3 separate regions of the Bicyclus anynana genome follow, and regions 2 and 3 are each linked to region 1. The links are chromatin contacts, called in public Hi-C maps. All regions are on one chromosome and are shown on one strand. The core of a region is the stretch at or near the end of the contact, and the rest is flanking DNA. Distances in the headings are between cores, read along the strand shown. Region 1 overlaps LOC112054536 (ras GTPase-activating protein raskol). Region 2 overlaps LOC112054536 (ras GTPase-activating protein raskol). Region 3 overlaps LOC112054536 (ras GTPase-activating protein raskol).

Region 1 (4,893 bases), core at 1,513-4,012:
TGATGATTTTTCATAATGTTTACTATTGTGGAGGCTGGGAGCGGAACTCTTTAGTACCTGTTGTGTAAATGTGCAGTAATTAGCGGATTTACGTAAAACTATGGAAACCGTGTCGTGGGAGGCGCATTGTATCAAACGCGTAGACAACCTAGCAGCAGACAGTGCTAATAATAACCGATTAAAAATTACTCCATCTGCTGAGACTGCTAAATTTAAATATAACATCTCTAATAAATTTTTTTGTGTGCGATCTAAGATGGAAGCGGGCTAACTTGTTAGGAGGAGGATGAAAATCCACACCCCTTCCGGTTTCTACACGGCATCGTACCGGAACGCTAAATAGCTTAGCGGTACGTTTTTGCTGGTAGGGTGGTAACTAGCCACGGCCGAAGCCTCCCACCAGCCATACAACGAAAAAGTGGTTGTTTTTTTTAAATAAAACGGTCTCTCAGGAAATGAACCAAGCCTGGGCCTGTAGCCTAAGTGGCACGTCTATTCAATTTCTACAATCGCAAGCGCTCCGAAATTTGTATGGGAATGACATTTATTATCGACACGTCACGTGATATAAATATGATATCTTCCGCTATTGCTATTTTATAACTATCAAAATAATATACTCGTAAATATGACCAATATTTCCGTTCTCTTCCAATGAGTAGTAAAGACTAGGTTTATGGGTAGGTATGACATAGTCGACACGGAAGTGCCGTGATAGCCCAGTAAATCCACTGGGCTATCCTATACCTCTGCCTCCGATTCCGGAGGGTGTCGGTTCGAATCCGGTCCGGGGCATACACCTCCAACTTTTCAGTTGTGTGCATTTTTAAGAAATTAAATATCAGGTGTCTCAATCAGTGAAGGAAAACATCGTGAGGAAACCTGCACACCAGAGAATTTTCTTAATTCTCTGCGTGTGTGAAGTCTGCCAATCCGCATTGACTAATACTATTGGCCTAACCCCTCTCATTCTGAGAGGAGACTCGAGCTCAGCAGTGAGCCGAATATGGGTTGATGACGACGATGACATAGTCGAACAGAATCAAATTCAGTGCACACATTATTTTTTATATCATTTGCAAGCTCTTTGGATGCCTACTCTGCGCCGTAACCACAAGACCACAACTACAGTGACTACAGTATAGTCTTACAATGAGTAGTGGATTTATTCTCAGTTTCTTTTATGGCCATCTCATTGTTCCATCGCTATACAAATAGGGGTTCTGCGGGATTGCCAAGTGATGTCCTTTCACGCTTTTTGCTTCGGACAAAGACAATTGTGTCCGTATAAGTTACCAAGGCCTATCCAATGACTGTTTTAGGTTATGAAAACATGCGACACAAGTGTAAAATACTACATATCCCTCTGACCAAGTGACCAGTAGCGCTATTCGGTTACAATGTTTTTAATCGTCAATGTGAGTTGCGAATATATTTTTTTTTTATTTATTTATTATTCAACAAAAAACACATTTAAATTAAGCCTAACCATAGTGCAACACAAACCACAGTTGGTTTTACTGTGCACAGGTTATTATTGCATAATACAATATTTAGGAACAAAAGTAATTAACAAACAGAAGAGGATAAATAGCAAGAATAATCATTATAGGGTAGTTAAATAAAAGTGTGAGTGAACCGGTGCTGCGACGCTACACAGGCTGTCCCAATTCGTCTCTATTTCACTCTATCCATAGTATCGTGTTAGATAGAGATAGAGACAAACTCGAAACTCACACATTAAAAGAACATCGTTACAGAATAGTATACTGTACCCTTTTTATCTGACGAGAGAAATTGTGATTATTCTGAATAATTACTCTGATAATGACTTGACGTGATAGCCCAGTGTATATGACCTCCGCCTTCGATTCGGAGAGCGTAGGTTCGAATCCAGTCTGGGGCATGCATCTTCAACTTTTCAGTTATGTGTATATTTAGAAATTAAATAGGTATCACGAGTCTCAAACGGTCAAGGAAAAACATCGTGAGGAAACCTGCATACATGAGAATTTTCTTAATTTTCTACGTGTGTGTAGTCTACCAATCCGTATTTGGCCGGCGTAGTGGCCAACCCATATTCGGCTCACTGTTGAGCACGAGTCTCCTTTCAGAACGAGAGGGGTTAGGCCTTACTCCATCCACCACGCTAGCCAAATGCGGATTGGCAGACTACACACACGTAAAGAATTGAAAATTCTCATGTATGCATGTTTCCTCACGATGTTTTTTTTTCCTTCACCGTTTTCGAATCGAAGGGAGAGGTCATATCCACTTTTACGATATATTTTAACTCTAATGAACTGAGATCTAATTTCCGTTACACCTCATCCTTATTACAGCTGAATTTACTTTATCTCGGCTGTCAATTTTCATTCATTCTTGTGCCCTTGAATCGTTGATCACGAAGGTAATCTCAGCAATTCATTGTTGACCTTATAAAGATAACTAAAGTCTCCTTTTGTTATGCTCAGCATCGTTATACAATTGTATGAATCATGTTTTCTTAAAATCATTGGTTATTGTTAGCTTCCTTTGATGTTCCCATACCTTACGAACAAAATGCCTACCCATTCAATTGATAAAATTTATTGAAAATTAAATAAGAACTTGAATTATTCTAGCAAACCAGTCAAAATATCAATTAATATTTTGGATAAAGAAATTACTAAAATGACCAGACTGGATGTATACATTTTATCCGGCCAGTTTTAGTTACGAATGCTGCCATCTAGCGGCGAGTAGAAAAAATACTTACATGCTCGTAATGCATCGAGGGATGGCGGTAGTGTAGCCGCGCTACCTCCCTGCATCGCCGCTAGAGCGGCGTATGAATCCGTATCGCATTGTAAACTGTCACTGTATTTTCTTTTCCTATGTATGAATGCCTTCCACATCTTGAATTTTGTCTTTTTAGGCCTTTGTAAACTCATTTACATTTCTTGACACTGCATAAATCCATTGAACACTTCACATTAATTATATATGTACACGGAACATGAACCTACTTTTAGTAGATAGTATTAAGTAGATTAAGGATTTGCTTAATAGCGTGTCGTTCTCACCTGATCATTAAACATAAGCCTATTAATTCAGTATTAATAGTGATCTGATGTAAGTGGAATAGCCGTATGTCCGTTTACGAATGAGTGCGTCGTCAGTTGAATCGTTCCTAACAATTGACGGATAAATCACTGGTTGCCTGCAGTGCAACAAGACGTAACGATGCTCAATGAACATAGGGGCACTGCCCTTTACGATATTTTGCACAAGGTTTGTTGAATATTTTAAACATGTCCAATTTTAAAAGACATCTGTGTGATTCTACGAAAATCGGGAACTTTTAGGCATATTTTGTTCAGTATTGTTTTGAAGTTATATCTCTACAAATTTGGGTATGTAAGATAGCTAATCTAATGAATATTCTATTTTTAAGGATCAAATTTTTCCAGATTTTGCCACATAGCCAGGGGACTGACGAGGGCGACAGAGTACTGATAAATTAACAATTCAAATAAGAAAAATAGTATACCTATTTAATAAAAATTTTAATAAAAAAATACACATGTCTATATTTATACACATATCTTCATGATACTGATTAAAATTTAAAATGTTTTATATTTTATTTTAGAATGACCATTAAACATCCCTATGATGTTTTATTGTGCCGCCTTTAGTGTTATCTAAAAATAATCACTAATAAATTGGGTTATATTTTATCGAATTATATAAGGGCCTGATTCGCTAGACCCTGTCTTCCCTGTCGAAGATCAAGAATCAACGAATCGGTGTTTCATATAGTTTTCGTCGCGTAAAGAGCTCCCTAAAATGCCGGTCTGTAAACAAACCAAACTTTATGTATTTTTTTGGTTGGGTTTAATCCCACAATTTCAAAACAATAGATAACAGGTGTAGTTATTAAAAGGAAAAATTTAAACCGCTTCATAGGAATCGTGCACAGAAGGCAAGATTTAAAGAAGTTAATTTGTATTTATAGAGAAATATTTCCAAGGCTAATTAATAAAATGTATTATCAATTATGTTAAAAAAAAATAAAGTGAAACAAAATGTTGACACGCCTATTTCATTAATCACAATAATTGTTTACAACGTACCTAGATACGAGTCTTATCATTTCATTGTAGAATTGGACCGGTCGAATATCGACCGTTGTACAATCAACTAATATAAATGAATGAAAACCGATAACATTATTATACTAAACAATCAATATCCTACACACAATGCTGCTCTATTTATATATAAAAGTAGGTAGGTACGAACGTATTGAGCACAACACACCTTATTTGAAAATAAGAGACCAATGAACGGTTTGGTTCGTGACACTTTTAAAAATAAACTACAGGTGAATTATGTTAACCACTTTATATTATCGCCTTCGTTATTAAACTTCCTACTCTATCGCCTAAACAAGAACTTTAAGTAATTAATCTTATTTAAAACAAATATTTTACTCAGTCTCTTAACCGAATATACTTACGTTTATTTAAACGTAAGTATATACGTTTAAATAAACGTAAGTATATTGACTATAAATGTTATAAAAACTTCAGTTTCTGCAGAACAAAGTTTTCTGTTTTCTAAAATAGCAATTTTAAAAAGTGCTGTTTTTATCTTGATATGATTTTTCACTCCAAAACGGCTTACTCTTGTGTCGTGAAACTTACACATAAAGTTGTTACATTTTTCTTTAATAGCTTGTAAGTAAACGTAAGTTTTACGTAACTGATGCAAAAATAGTTAGTAAAACTCGCAACATTTCCGGTAAAAAAAGCAAATTATTGTTCAAGGTCGTTGGTATCAGGTAGTAACTAGTAGCCTAGCAAAAAAACAAAAAGTAAGTATGTACATACCTAATGAAAAACTTTA
Region 2 (4,893 bases), core at 649-3,148, 50 kb before region 1:
CCATGGTCCCCAACCATGGATGTGGATATGGATGGCTGGATGGAAAAAAATTGCCTATATGTTATCCAATAACCTCCTGTAACTTCCACTTTTATTAATATGTATTTCATGAACATAAGACAAGGCTATATGTACTTATTGGTGGAATTAAAATTATGATAAAGTGAAATTGGCAAATGACGTAAAGCTGAAAATAAATGTCGAGTGCTTTTACGTAACACTTTCGTCACAAGTTGTATCATTTATTTACTATATTATCAACATTATAGTCAGCCCTACTTGATGTGTACTGTTTAACAACACACAAATTAAAAATGAATTTAGAAAACGCATGTCATTTTATAACTTATTTATTTATGTATTGTTTTTTTTTTGTAAAATATTATTCAAAATATACCTATTTAACTACATCTAATTATTGTTCTAAGCTTATTAATCAAATTTATTTTCATCAATTTAAGAACAAGTTAATTATAATTATTATTAGGTGTGAAATGACTAGCGATCTTAAACGTCATTTTTAATTTGTTTGTTGGTAAACAGTAGGTACACATCGAGTAGGGCTGACTGCTGAAACAGTCTACGAAATTAAGAATCTACTAAAAACCAGCGCTGAATGTTCTGAATGTTCACAAATGGTAAATTGCAATAAATTAAAGTCATACAGATTTACAAGTGTTTCTACTAAATAATTGAATTTTTAAACTTAATTAGCTAATTTACAATTGAATGAAAAATATTAAAATCATTATTATTACATTAAATTTGTAAAATAACTGGTAAATTAACTCCTTTGGCAGACTGGTGCGTAGCGCACTCTAGCGTTAAGTAGCAGAACCAGTTCAACTTCAGCATTTCTTATTACTTCAGGTAGATGGCGCTGTACATCGAAACACCTAAAATTTAGCTACAGAAAAACCTATCCAAGTAGGTATACTTTAAGAAAATTATTGTTTAAGTTATAAATAACATCATAAAAATATTGTGTACGCATTTTCCAGGTGTTTTCCAGAGGTGATTATTTGTTACAGATGGTTTGAGACATTTTTCCTTAGTATCTAATCTAAACTTTTTAATTTCACATAAGTAGGTAGGTAGGTATGCTTTTAAAAGTTATTGTTTCCCTAAATTTACAAACAAAACCACGTAAGTGTAAAAGTTAAAATACTATCATTTCCTGTAGGTGGCCCAAATTTCACTCGTTTCTATTGTGTATGCCATTTTGAATACCGGTTCTTTTGACCAGTATATTAGGTACTCGTTTAATACACAAATTAAGATTAATATTTTGCAAATTGAAGCAACTATTCTCATCTATCTACAACAACGATATTTCGTTGATCTATAGGTACTATAGATAAAAACCCATCACTATAGATTCTATAGTGATGGGGTTTTGAATAATTGTCTGCTCGGTCACTACAAACAGGAAAAATTAAACAATTTTGATTCATTTTGATTTCAAAATTATAGGTATACCTATGAATTTCATGTTTGAAAACTCTAATGAATAACACACATGCTTTCTTTATATACCTACAATCTACATAATATGAAACGCTTTAATAAATTAAAACCATTGGTGTAATAAACTCATATGTACATCTATAATAATAGTTAATTAAGAGACGTTGAAAATCACCTATCCGGATTGCGATTCCGCTATTTTAAATTCGCCGACGAACTTTTCGCCTATAACATTCTCGAATTGGAACTTTGTGTTTAAAGGATGTCAAAATTAAAATGTTACTAACAACGAAGTTGCCATGGAGACGAACGATGTCACAACGGTGTAACTTTGCAGAATGCGGGGACTGCGTTGAATACAAGCTCGGGTTTGAAATGTTACGTCAACGTTGAAAGTATGAATGGTAAAAAGTGTCGCTGCGTACAACGGGACCGATTGCCAACTGAACGTGTCAGAATATCGATATAAATAGACGTCCGAGTGCAATGTACGGGATAATTCTGAGGCGGTGCGTTAAGTAGCTTTCCTCTTTGTCAGGGAAATACGAGCATCTCAATGCTTTGAGCCTTAAGATGACCGCTTGTATTTTTTATTTTTTTTTATTGTTGACAAGTTAGCCTTTGACTATAATCTCACCTGATGGTAATTGATGATGCAATCTAAGATGGAAGCGGGCTAACTTGTTAGGAGGAGGTTGAAAATCCACACCCCTTTCGGTTTCTACACGACATCATACCGGAACGCTAAATCGCTTGGCGGTACGTCTTTGTCGGTAGGGTGGTAACTAGCCACGGCCGAAGCCTCCCACCAGCCAAATAATGTTATCAGTTGTAACAGGAATCTATTCTTTAAGGAAGATTACGAAGACTAACTCGAATTTCAGGGAAGCTTTTCAGCTTTTCAGGGTATTTTTAATTAATCGAACGAATACTGAATGCAACATTTATTTATTTACTTAAATAATTATGTATTATAATATTTATTTAAGTGATTAACTAATTTTATACATATCAGTTGTGTTATTAACGTCCCGAAACTCTCCTAACTTTACATCAAAGCTACACTTTCCAGCCTATTCAGTGCAAACAAACAAACAAAGAATCAATATTTTTCCTGTTTATAATATTATACCTATATATTACATTCAAAAAATGAATAGTACAAAATTAGGGCAGCTAATAATAATAATTTATTTACTTTGTATTGAGGCAGGGAATATGAAACAGGTAGTGAAGGAACGCTTCTTTGGCCGCCTGAAAAAAGTCCTAAAAAGTCTTTTATCAGGCGGTAACAAGGTGCGTGCCTTTAATAGCTGGGTCATGCCCTTACTCATATACACTTTTGGCATTCTAAAGTGGACTCAAACCGAACTGGATTCCCTGGACTGTAAAGTCCGCAAACTGCTGACGTCATACCGGATGCATCACCCCCGTTCATCTGTAATGAGATTGTACCTCCCACGCAAGTGTGGAGGACGTGGCTTCTTAAACGCCAGGAACCTCCATAATCGTGAGGTGTGCAATCTCAGAGATCATTTTCTCAAGATGAATGTGAGTATGTATCAGGATGTCGTTGCAGTGGATAAGGGACTTACCCCGCTATCCCTAGGCAAAGAGAACTGGCGCAAGCCTATAGTAATCAGTAACTCAGATCGTGTGGCAATATGGAAGAGCAAGGAGTTGCATGGACGATTCTACAAGGCCCTTACTGGGCCGGATGTAGATCAAATAACATCTGTATCTTGGTTGCAATTCGGTGACCTCTTTGGGGAAACCGAGGGTTTTGTCTGTGCAATTATGGACGAAGTTATAAAGACGAGAAACTACCGGAAACACATTATGAAAGATGGCACTCTAGACATCTGTCGAGCGTGTCATCGTCCTGGGGAGTCCCTTAGGCATATTGTGTCCGGGTGTTCTCACCTTGCTAACGGCGAATACTTGCACAGACATAATCAAGTAGCCAAGATAATCCACCAACAGCTTGCTCTTCAATATGGCCTTATCGATTTTGAGATGCCTTACTATAGGTACGACCCAGCGTCAGTTCTTGAAAATAGCAGTGCATTGCTCTACTGGGACCGAACGATTATCACTGACAGGTATATTGTAGCCAATAGACCTGATATAGTGCTAGTCGATCGGTCAGTGCGTCGTGCAATAATTGTTGATATTACTGTTCCACATGACGATAATCTGGTTAAAGCCGAAAAGGAAAAAGTATCAAAATACTTGGACCTTGCTCACGAGATTACCGCCATGTGGAATGTTGAGTCAACTATTATTGTTCCGATAGTTGTTTCAGTCAATGGTCTTATAGCGAAAAGCTTCGACCAACATCTTAAGAAGCTTTCGCTTAACTGTTGGATCAAGAGTCGGATACAAAAGGCAGTGATTCTTGAGACGGCGCGTATTGTGAGGAGGTTCCTCACTCTGGAGCCCTGACCACCGGTTGCTTGGACACTCAAATGTCCCGCAGCGGGAGGGTGAATTTTTTTTTATAAATTTTTAATAATGTTTTGTATTTTATTATACTTATATTGTTAAAAATTTAAAAAAAAGAAGTAATAAATAAATGAGAGAAAAAAATAATTTATTAACCCAATTGTTTGCACAAGCCTCATAATTATTATTATAGAGGGATGTGTAGCTAAGACCTACCGCGATGATATACTCGTAATGCGGGTTAGCTAAGGATACTCGTAAAATATACAGAAAGGATAATGATTGTCTCACTATATGGGATAATGTTTGACGAAAGGAAAAACCAAAAAGCTCATTTCATAGTCCGAATATAGCCCACGACCTCCTTTGTTAAACATATAAATCACCAATGAGGAAGATATTACTGAATATATTAATTTAAATTTAATATTTACTGCTAAATAATGACTAATAATATATTTGCTCAGCGAAAAATATCTTTAAATAAGGAAACAAGAAATATATTTTTATAAAAAAAGGAAAAAATACCTTTTTCATTAGACAACTAAAAAGAACATAGGAACATTAGAAGTTAAGAATATATAAAGGTTGTAAAAACCTTGAATATACATACTGTGTGTAGGCATAGAATACACGAGCAGAGAACGGGGAGTGTTGATCGATCGTCAAGGAATTCCTTAACCCTACATCCAGTAGTCACAAGTTCAGGACTCTGCTCAGAGTTTTTCTCTCTACCACGCGATGGACCCGGCACCCGCACAGTGAATCCATGGAATGCTAAGATATTCGTCTCTCTCAAGACCTTTACATGCAAAGTTGATAATTTGATGTTAATCAACGTGATGCAGAAGCGGCAATTAAACACAAGGATGAGATCATAAATGACTTCACGACGTTCCGGCGAACACTTCGACAACTAGTCTTAATTGTGACCATTAATTATACACAACATAATATTTACATTTATTAAATATGTTCTAT
Region 3 (4,893 bases), core at 1,673-4,172, 37 kb after region 1:
TGATTGTCATAATGATCGCCAAACTTCCTTAGACGTTGCACTATATGAAGACAAAATAAAAAAATATCTTTTACTCTTAGCCTATGAACACATTGCAATTATAACTTACCAGTACCGAATAACGTTTCCACGTAGTAAATAAATGTATGGTACTAAATTTACATCATGCAAATGATGGTATGGTATGGTTCTTCATATGGTAAATGACTAAACAAAAAATTCTTCATATTTTTTTTTATTCTCTACAAGTTAGCCCTTAACTAAAATCTCACCTGATGGTAAGTGATGATGCAATCTAAGATGAAAGCGGGCTAACTTGTTAGGAGTAGGATGAAATCCACACTCCTTTCGGTTTCTACACGACATCGTATCGAAACGCTAAATCGCTTGGCGGTACGTTGCTGGTAAAGTGGTAACTAGCCACGGGCGAAGCCTCCCACCAGGCAAAACAACATAACCGTGTTCCTAAAATTAATAAATATGTTTTGTACTTTGGGATATTTTCGTTACCACGTTATGGGTATACGTACATAGAATACAATATTATATGTCTTGTTATTGGTTGCGTATTTACAGTAACGGACAAGACAGTATCAATATATCTTTACTCTAGTATCACTCTTGCATCGCTGACCTCTTTCAAGAATGGCAGGAAAACTACAATTACAAAAAAAAACATTCTAATAAGAACAGCGAAGATGTGGAATGCCCTTCCGGCTTCTGTGTTTCCTAACACTTATGATTTGTGCACCTTCAAGACAAGAGCGAATAGGCATTTTCTAGGCAAGCGCGCTCCAACCTAGACCTCATCATACTTTCCACCAGGCATGATTGTAGTCAAGCGCAAGTCTAATATAAATAAAAAAAAACATATTTTTTCATGTAAACGATGGACTAAAGCAAAATCAGGTGACATTTTTATTGTCTTTTTTTAAATATGCTACGCGTTAACACTTTAGTTGTTTTATCGCAAAGGGGATTAAATGTCACACCGTCAAGGGAGCAATGTCAATTAAAATCGCCGGACCCTAATTGTGTCCATTTTAGCTCGATTGCGCCAGACGAGCGAAGGGCGGCGGCCGGCAGACTATGAAAACTGTATTGCTTCTGAAATGCGCTTTATTGAGCGTACCGTCCATAGATAATTCAATTTATTTTAATCATAAATTTGTTTTTTTTTTTATTTTTAGACCATTTTGAAATCAATAAATGTTACCGGCAAACGTACGATAACCTTTTAGACGCTAGATGTATTACCTATTTTATCTGTATTTTGACTAAGTATTATAGCTAAAAACTAACTGTATTAATACTAAATATGTTGTTTAGTTTAGGTAATAGATATCTACCACATCAAATTAAAAAAAAACTTTGTTCACATTATTATTGTACATACTCATGTTAATTTACAGCTTTCTAGTAGTAATAGTCTCTTTGCTAAACCGCGGACAGACAGACGGACATGGCAAAACATGGCGGGTTCCTTGTGGACTGCGAAACCCTAAAAATCCACTCCAATCTTTCAATCAATTTCTTGTTATCCAAACGTTTCTCATTATCAACCCATATTCGGCTCACTGCTGAGCACGAGTCTCCTTACAGAAATGAGATGGGTTAAGCCAATAGTCCACCACGCTGACCCAATTGTGTTAGAGTTATCGCCATTATGGCTTTCTTATAGCTGGCTCATTGGCCGATAAAGCTTTTGCATAAAATCTATACTAATATTATAAAGCTAAAGAGTTTGTTTGTTCAATTGAACGCGCTAATTTCAGGAACTACTGGTCCGATTTGAAAAATTCTTTCAGTGTTAGATAGCCCATTTATCGAGGAAGGCTATAAGCTATATATTATCTCCGTATTCCTACAGGAACGGGAACCACGCGGGTGAAACCGCGCGGCGTCAGCTAGTTACGGTATAAAATATTCATTATGAGTTTCTAGTGCCTCGTTATAATAGCTTATTTTTAAGACTACTATTATATTTTTATAACTCACTAAAAAATATGAATTGTGTTTCAAGCAAGTATGTTTTAGTCATATCTTTAAAATAATCCATAGATACAAAGTTTCCAAGTTGACATCAAGTCACCTTTCGTAAGGAATTTTAAAAATAATCTGGACATCCGTAATAGGAACAGACAAACAGTCGTAAGTATGCGGCCGGGGCGTAAACTCACTCTAATCGATTTGTAGCGGATGGGTGCACAAGCGTCACTCCACATCAATTGTCATTTACTTTAGGGCTGACACAAAATAATCGTTATTATTTTTAATTAGTAACTAAAAACATTAAAAAAAACATAATTAAAATATTTATTAGAAGTTATTCACTTTACCTATTATTAAAATCTGTGGGGGAATCGATGAGGATCTAGCCCGCAAACCTATACCGCGGCCCAAGTACTGTACCTGTAATATTCTTCAAAATCTAGTACTTCTTCGTATTCTTCTATTATCTTAATAACTTAATGAATAGGTATCCTACCTATGTTTAATTTCATTTACTATTGATTTTTTTTTAACTTATATTCTCGACAAAACCCCTGTTTCAACCCTGTCTTGCGACATAATTTTATTCTAAACTCATAAACAGTATAAAAAACGTCAACAGTTGTAAAGAAATGCATGTAATGGACTGTGACTAATGACCCACTTTTACTAGAAAACCATGTTTACTAGAAAAAAAAACGAATTAACTAAATGCAATGTAAAAATTAATTACCTATTACAACAATGTAAAAAAAGATTCTAAAATAAAAATAATATTCAAAAAAAGAATGACTTATTCATCATAGACACAGTAATTAAGAAGTTTACATTATTTGTCTAAAAATTTTACTTTTTATTTACAATAAAAGCCATCTAGGGTGTAGTAGATACACTTCAAACACACGCGACATCTAGTGTCAAAAAATAACAATTCAACATACTCTACAGATGGCGCACTTACAATATTCAGTCAACATCGCAGCTTAGCGTAGTACCACTATTCAACGCTAGATGGCGCTAGAACAATTTAAAATACCGTTGCTTTTAAATGTAAGCTTACCTTGCGACGGTAAAGCCCGTAATGAAATGGCATCTTCTTCGATATCATCTTCGGCTTCTTCTTCTGTAATAGAAGGCGGTGCAGCCCAGCATCGTAACCGGACTCCGTTACCGGCTGTGTTGCCTCCATCTATTCTCACTCGAGGTAGGCTTCGAGTCGCGTATTCTCCGTTGTTATTGGCAGCCTGAGAAACAAAAATGTCAAAATAAACATTATATTCAATGGCAGGTAGTCATTTAAAGTTAGAAATAACAGGCATCAATACATTATAATGTAGTAGAATCAAAGCAATTTATTAGACACCGATATACATAGGTATACGACATTATTATGAATGTCGTATCTAACGACATTTTATAAAATCATCGCAAAAAGTGAACCGAATTTAGTTACCTACTCCACTGAGCGCACACATATACAATTTTGTGTTTAATTTCATGATATATTTATGTAGGTGTATATAGTTTTTACACTTCCTAAACACAACTCGATATTGTAGACAATATTTGGGTATTAAATAACTTTCGTCGTTTACTAAGACAATTAACCCCTTTTGTTCGCCTAGGTTTTGACGTGTTAGGTAATTTATGTTTTTTTACTTATAGTGCATACCTTTTTTGCACTTATAGTGCATACCTTGTGCTCGCCACTGCATATCTCTATTATAAAATCTTTAGTCGTATGCTACTTGTACACATAATATTATATCGTGAAATTTATTTTAAAGTAATTTTGTCTAACAATGAAATGAATCGCGTTACTTATAAATAAAATAGCAGAAAACAGAATGCAAAGTATGTGTATTGAATAGGTCATTATACAACTTGACTCAATGATAATGTCACGATACTTATTACATACAACGACGCATGTGCTGTATTAATAATACATATTTCTATAATTATAGCAATTATATTCCCACGTCCTTCTATCTCCTTTCTAATACGGCCTGAATCACTTCAATCGACGCAATGTTTAAATTGAATAGAGGTTATCGCATCTTAAATTTCTGATACCAAATACTATTGAAGTTTATCTTAAAATCGGCCAAGTATACCTTAAACAATATCGTCGTCGTCATCAACCCATATTCGGCTCACTGCTGAGCTCGAGTCTCCTCTCAGAATGAGAGGGGTTAGGCCAATAGTCCACCACGCTGGCCCAATGCGGATTGGCAGACTTCACACACGCAGAGAATGAAGATAATTCTCTGGTATGCAGGTTTCCTCACGATGTTTTTCCTTCACCGATTGAGACACGTGATATTTAATTTCTTAAACAGTTAGTTAAACAATATACAACGGTCCAATTTTAATATGATAGCGTGTCTTCAAAATTTAAAGGAAAAGAACATAATCTAATTCATTATAAACCTGTTCGAAGCCTTTGTTATACTATATACGAAAGAGGCACCTTGTAGGTCTATATTTAAGTAAAATGTTTTTAATCATTAAGAAATACTAAAGCTACATTTTGTTCCTCTGTATGTTTATCATATAAAAGTAGGTAATTCAATGTTCTGGATAGTTTAGCTAATTGGCGTAAATACAATAAAACTAATTTCTGTAAAATGTAAATGAGTAGAATTCAGTAGAATCTCTCCTTTTCGACCTCGTACAGTCGTTTAATTTTATTTAAACAGATTAACGTTACAAAAGTGTATGCATTTCTATTGAATGAACTACTCGTGTCTATTATTGAAAAATCTTAGAGCGTATTAGTAGAAATTAAATTAGACTTTACTACAAAATACGAATCACTCATGACAATTTGATAACGTCCAAATAAGCGTTCTATGTAAACCTGCTGGCCTATTCACTAATTTGGTCTTTATTAACAAC

Evidence for each region. A called contact is a pair of places that touch in the nucleus more often than the background predicts.
Region 2: a contact with region 1 is called in a Hi-C map of whole body, with 3 times the contacts expected there. The contact joins two enhancer-like sites. A contact is called at or near these places in 2 of 2 Hi-C or Micro-C datasets (whole body and whole larva).
Region 3: a contact with region 1 is called in a Hi-C map of whole body, with 4 times the contacts expected there. The contact joins two enhancer-like sites. A contact is called at or near these places in 2 of 2 Hi-C or Micro-C datasets (whole body and whole larva).

The regions. Positions count from the first base shown.
Region 1 is chr4:14,108,765-14,113,657 of ilBicAnyn1.1, reverse strand. The region is part of intron 4 of LOC112054536 (ras GTPase-activating protein raskol); the gene reads right to left. Among protein-coding and RNA genes, the nearest start is that of LOC112054535, 100 kb to the left of the region's middle. Within about 2 kb of position 2,762, at least 8 of the 8 cell types and tissues checked have open chromatin away from gene starts, as enhancers often do.
Region 2 is chr4:14,158,211-14,163,103 of ilBicAnyn1.1, reverse strand. All of the region lies in intron 4 of LOC112054536 (ras GTPase-activating protein raskol), which reads right to left. Among protein-coding and RNA genes, the nearest start is that of LOC112054535, 54 kb to the left of the region's middle. Within about 2 kb of position 1,898, at least 1 of the 8 cell types and tissues checked has open chromatin away from gene starts, as enhancers often do.
Region 3 is chr4:14,072,395-14,077,287 of ilBicAnyn1.1, reverse strand. LOC112054536 (ras GTPase-activating protein raskol) reads right to left here. Exons shown (of 19, transcript XM_052881290.1): 4 at 3,053-3,236. Among protein-coding and RNA genes, the nearest start is that of LOC112054536, 92 kb to the right of the region's middle. Within about 2 kb of position 2,922, at least 5 of the 8 cell types and tissues checked have open chromatin away from gene starts, as enhancers often do.